Linked DNA regions of Gossypium hirsutum: region 1 is linked to region 2. The links are chromatin contacts, called in public Hi-C maps. All regions are on one chromosome and are shown on one strand. Each heading gives the region's core, a stretch centred on a gene start, on an enhancer-like site or on the middle of the called end of the contact. The rest is flanking DNA. Distances are from core to core; before and after follow the strand shown. Region 1 holds the start of LOC107953094. Region 2 has its middle 4.4 kb from the start of LOC121232242.

The links. A called contact is a pair of places that touch in the nucleus more often than the background predicts.
Region 1: a contact with region 2 is called in a Hi-C map of leaf, with 2.3 times the contacts expected there. The contact joins the promoter of LOC107953094 here to the enhancer-like site in region 2. A contact is called at or near these places in 3 of 34 Hi-C or Micro-C datasets (all in leaf).

What each region holds. Positions count from the first base shown.
Region 1 is chrA07:26,438,984-26,441,760 of Gossypium_hirsutum_v2.1, reverse strand. LOC107953094 reads right to left here and starts at 1,383. Exons shown (of 12, transcript XM_016888316.2): 1 at 183-1,383. The coding sequence starts at 696.
Region 2 is chrA07:26,118,297-26,121,049 of Gossypium_hirsutum_v2.1, reverse strand. No RefSeq gene overlaps it. Among protein-coding and RNA genes, the nearest start is that of LOC121232242, 4.4 kb to the left of the region's middle. Within about 2 kb of position 1,314, at least 9 of the 9 cell types and tissues checked have an H3K27ac peak or open chromatin away from gene starts, as enhancers often do. A contact at or near this core is called in leaf, where this site is marked.

The sequences.
Region 1 (2,777 bases), core at 134-2,633, 320 kb before region 2:
AAACAGAAGTTGAATGAGCAAAGGTTATAGAGAATCCCCTTCTAAATGAGCAAAAAGTAGTTGAATTAAATGTTTCCGCATCAGAATAACATAATTTAATAATAAATTACAATGGCATGCAAAAAGACAGTAAATTAATAGCTTTTTTGACAGCATGGAAATGGAAGCAAAGCAATGATTACCGACAAAATGACCACGGAGCTCAATATCTGGGGCTTCCCACCCTCCATATGGCTTCCCAGGCGTTGGCAAATTTGCAGTTTTCCTAAAACTCCAAACCAAATTATCCACATCCAGCATCAATAAATACTTCAAGTTGGTCTCTTGTGCTCTTCCTTGAATCGAATCTGAATCCAATCTAACGTCATGCAGAGATATCTCCTTCAAGAAATCTCCACCCACCTTGAAACTACCAGGATTCTTCATTTTCTTATACATCATTGACCAACTCAGTTCATCAGCTTCTTGTCTTAAGATTTTCCTTGGTAATAAATCAGACCAAGCGGAGTCATCAGTTGGGATCAAGTGGTAATGAGCAAACATCTCTTGTTTCCATGTCTCGTTATGTGATTTCAACAGTTGGTAACGAAAAGTATGCGATGAAAGTTGAGTTGGAGTGTTGGTACACTCCTTGCTCAAAACACTCCCAATTACGGATAAAATAGCTAATACTTGAAACAGAGTAGAACCCTTCATTTTTCTTTCAACGAAAACTTCAAAGAAAAAAAAAACCAAATATTTCTATAGAATTAAATTAAAGATGGTAGCGAAACTGAGACAAGGATCAAAGAAGTTCTCCAAGAACACCAATGAACATTATCCAAAACCCAGAAAGGACAACCAAAAAAATGTATTGAATTGAATATTCCCAACACAGTAAAAATCATTAAGACCCCATTAGAATAATAATAATTTTATATAGGTTGCAACTTTATTAACAAATTACCCAGAAACCTAAAAAGAAGCAGCTAAGACCCCAACTTCAAGCTAAGAAGGATAGAAGAAAAGAATTATAGTAGGAATAGTTTAAAGCATAGCGCAACATGTGACTCCCGATTCTCTTCATTTATACAAAAAAAAAGAAAAGAAACAGAGCAGAGAACCCCAAGCATTCAAACAAAGTTAGAAAGACATCTCGTGAAAGGTAAGAAATGTTTTTATCTTTTTTTATGCTTTAAAATTGGATAAAAAATAATTGAAATACAAAGATTTTTTATAGGGGGAAGAGTCAGAGAATTATCACGGGTAATAAGTCATTTTCCAAGGGGGTTTGGTTTGTCGACTGAGTCAGACACAGAGACAGAATCGGCATTTCTAGTTTTACAGTGAAAGAGAATCACGAAGCAAAGTAAAGGAGAATCTCCGTGATCTTAAGTGAAACCCATCCATTTATTTCAACTGCCTTCGCTTAAAAGTCAGGATTTTTTAGGTCTAATTATGGTTTTAGTCCTTTACTATGTTGAATTTCAAATTTAATCTTATTCTATACTGGTAGATCCAACTTGATGACGTTATTAATTGTTCTTTTATGGTTATTGGTGCACTTAAGGCAGCTAGAAAATTTAGTTAGAATTTAAACATATTCATTTAATAATTAACAACTGTTTAAGATTATTTTTCCTACCAACAATCTCTTAATCCAATAGTAAGAGTATAATGTTGTAGAAATAATTTCATTAAAGTATACAAATTAAATCTAAAACATTTGAAGGAGGATTACAATAAGAATTATGCCTTTTTGTTTTTTCGCTTTCTCTAGTTTTTGTTACCATAATTCTGTGCCATCCATGCGTTTTTTAAGGCTTAATTGCCACGTTGAGTCTGGGTTAAACTTGTTATTCAACATTTAAATTAATTTAACAACAACAATCATTTTAAATGTATTATTTAAAAATAAATAAATTTTATTGTCTACGTGTAAATACTTAAATACTGTTTTTAATGCAATAGAATGTAAGTTTGTATGTTGAAGTGAATTATCTTTTTATTTATGAATGGATTAAGAGATTATACTTAATTTTAGGTGTTGTATAAAAAATTTAATCTATTTTAATCATTTAAACTTGCTTGTAAACTTTTTTTTCTTTTTACCGATATTATACCAATAATATCCCTTAATTGGAGATGGAATCCATTCCAAGGCTGACATATTATTGTTGTAATTGGTTTTTTAACTTTTTAACAACTTTTTAATGTTTGACTGGGATTAAATTTTTGAATCAAGATGTTTTCAAAATTTGAAAAATCTGTAAAATTTGTAGAACGTAATTTTTTATAAATTAAAAATTAAATTATATCCGATTACCAGAACAAACCAATCATTGAAATATTGAAGAGAAAAAGAACATCTATTTTGAAATAAATAAATAAATAATAAATCAAGTTAGTGATTTATAGATATCGAAGAAAGAGAAAATATATCGTATAAGTTAATAAAGTCGTGATTTTTTTTTTAAATCATGGAGTTAAACACAATTTGGCACTATTCTTTTTTAGATCCCTTCAAGCTTGGGATTCTATTTGTTTTCTCATCCTCTACTTGTTTTATTTTTTATTTTTTGGTAAAACAATTTTCAAGTTATTTAATTTGAGGTTCCTTCTATTATTTGAAATTAAAAATTCTAATAAAAAATTGACATCTGACATCCTACAAAGTAATATTTAAAGTACCCAAATAGACATTTTCAAAGTGGATATACCATATCAAATGATATAACAAAATACAGGGACCAAATATGGTATTATTCATTTTTCTTTTTGGGCTTTCTTTTCTTCAC
Region 2 (2,753 bases), core at 65-2,564:
AATGCAAAGGAATAAAAGCATTAACAATTTACTCCAGTAAAGAAGACCCACGGCATTCAGAACTACAACAACATCTATATACCCTGAGTTTCTTTTATCGTTGCAACTAGAAGGGGAGGAATAAGTTGAATACAGATCACACAATGGTCTTGTAAGTGCTGAAAAAGTTGGGTGCTCAATAGCCCTGCAAAAATTAGAGGAACATCATTGTACTCAGAAACTACTTAAAAATTAGAGGAACTGGAAATGCTCTTAGTCCACTTCAGCTCAACATCTACTGTCTCCATGAAAAAAAAGGATTATTTAACCACTGGTGAAGCTAAAATCTCCACATGGGACGCTACTAATCTGCTATCCTATATGAAAGCTCAAAAACGCCCCAAGCAAGTTAACAGACATCCATGAATGCCTAATAAAATCGACAATGGAAACACAATACAACAATAGTAAGAATAGTTATGGGGTTTCTAAAATCCACGGTAACGTAAATGATGATAATCATTAACTATACAAAAAGAAGTGAACATTAGAGTATTAAGCTTAATTCGTTTAAGAAATTCAGCAACCCTAAAATTACACAACAAAATGCGATAAAATAAAGTTAAAATTCCAACTAAGGAATAAACAAATAAAAAAACGATAAGAGATAAGAAATGAATCGGGTCAATCGCATCTACTAACTGAAGCTTTGAAGGTAGAAATGTTGAGATTTTTATACAGAAAATAGCAAGAAAATTAAAAGGGAAAGCTTCCCTGTAGTGAAGAATTGGGGGTCGAGTGGTGTAGGGAAGAAGAGGATGAATTTTCATCCTTCTTCCGATTTCTGGAAAATCCAGCAAAAAACCACCAATTTCATAAAAAACTTGAAGCTTTTGGGTGACTCACCAACAGATCTATGGAGCAGAAAGATGGAGAAGGAAGATGCTGAGAGACAGAGATGGCAAGGCAGAGATGAGGAGAGGCGGAAGCTTTGAGGAATGGAAAATGTCTGCTGCTTAGAAGAGAACAGAAAATGTCTGCTTAGAGAAGAATGGAAAATGTCTTACCAATTTTGAAGCCGTAAGACAATTTCCGGAGGAATGGGCTTGATTTTACCGTGTTTTGGAAAATGGTTTCCTAAAGGAATTCATTTTCCCCCAAACAAACACCGGAAATGATGTAAAATATTTTCCAGAAACCATTTTACAGCAAACAAACGCACCCTTAGTGTGGGAATTTCAGCCGAAGTTGATGCGGGGGTTAGTAGGCCGAATAGTGGAATGGACCGGGCATATGAGGATGTTGCCAACATGGGCCTGGTGTTGGGTTTGGGTCAAAGGGAGGGTCAAGTTGGGCTGGTAGATATTGACGAAAGATTGGACTCTCTTAGGTTTGAAGGGCATCTTACGGGCAGGGAAATTCTTCCTGTCGAAGATCAGATTTTCCCGATCGATAATTTTAATTTAGCAACTCCAGAAGCAGAGGATAGGGACATAAGCCAAGAGGTAGAAGAGGAATTTTACAACACTATTAGAAGTAAGAGGAAGAAGAGACAGTTTAATAAAAGAATTATGTCAATGCAAGCCATTCAAGACGGGGTGTTGTCTTCCAAAGAAATTCAAAGAAGAGATCGAAATAGAAGAAAGGGCAAGAGCAGCGCAGAGCCAGGAAGTGAAGACAAAGTGGTTAACCTCTCTTTGTCCGATTCAGAATTAAGCAACAGGAGAAAGGTTATTCTTAGAGAGGTGAAGCAGACTTGGGAAGTTGGGAAGAAATTGGGGCTTAGGGTGCTGGGAGAAGAAAGAGACGTTATCGAGGAAATTATGAGGCTTGAGGAGCAACAGTAAAGGAGGTCGGGTATAGCTGTACATATTTGCCAATCAGGTGAGTTTTTTCCTGTACTAAGATTGTGTGGACGAGTTTTTAATTGGGAAAAATGAAAATTGTATCGTGAAATATTAGGGGGTTGGGTTCTGATGGTAAAATAGTTGCGATTAATAGATTAGTCAGAATTCATAGGGTGAATGTGTGTTTTCTACAAGAAACTAAGCTTGAGAAAGTGTCAGGAGATTTAGTTAGAAGAATATGGGGCGAAGATTATTTTGAATTCCGATTTGCTGCTGAAGTAGGACGTTCAGGTGGTCTTATTACCATATGGGATAAATCAAGTTTTATAACGAGAAAGGTTTACTGTACTAACCGTTTAATTGTGGTGGAAAGGAATTGGTGTTGTGAGGGGTGGGAAGGGGTTCTGATTAATGTGTACACGCCAAATGGGTTGCTGGAGCAGAAAATTTTTTGGGTAGAAATATTAGAGGTTAGGGATAGGTTCACATATTTTTGGATTGTTGGGGGAGACTCTAATGCAATTAGGAACAAAAGTGACAAAAGTAATTGTGTAGGTTTATTAAGAGGGTCGAAGGACTTTTTGAGCTCTTTAGAGAGATGTAAATTGGTAGATTTGCCTTTGTTGAGGAGGAAATTCACTTGGTATGGCCCAGAGAATAAGAAGAGCAGACTGGATTGGTTTTTGGGTAGATGAAGTTTGGTTCAAAAAGTTCGAGGTCATTCAACAGCAGGGGTTAAATCATTCTGTTTCAGATCACATCTCGATTTTATTATCGTACGGTTCTGTGGAATGGGTCCAAGATTGTTTAAGCTTTTTAATGCGTGGGTTCATAACAATGAGTGTATGAGTATTATCAGAAACGAATGGGGTTTGTTGGGTAATTCGAATGGTAGGGATTCAGGGAAATTGAAGAAACTCAAAGGTG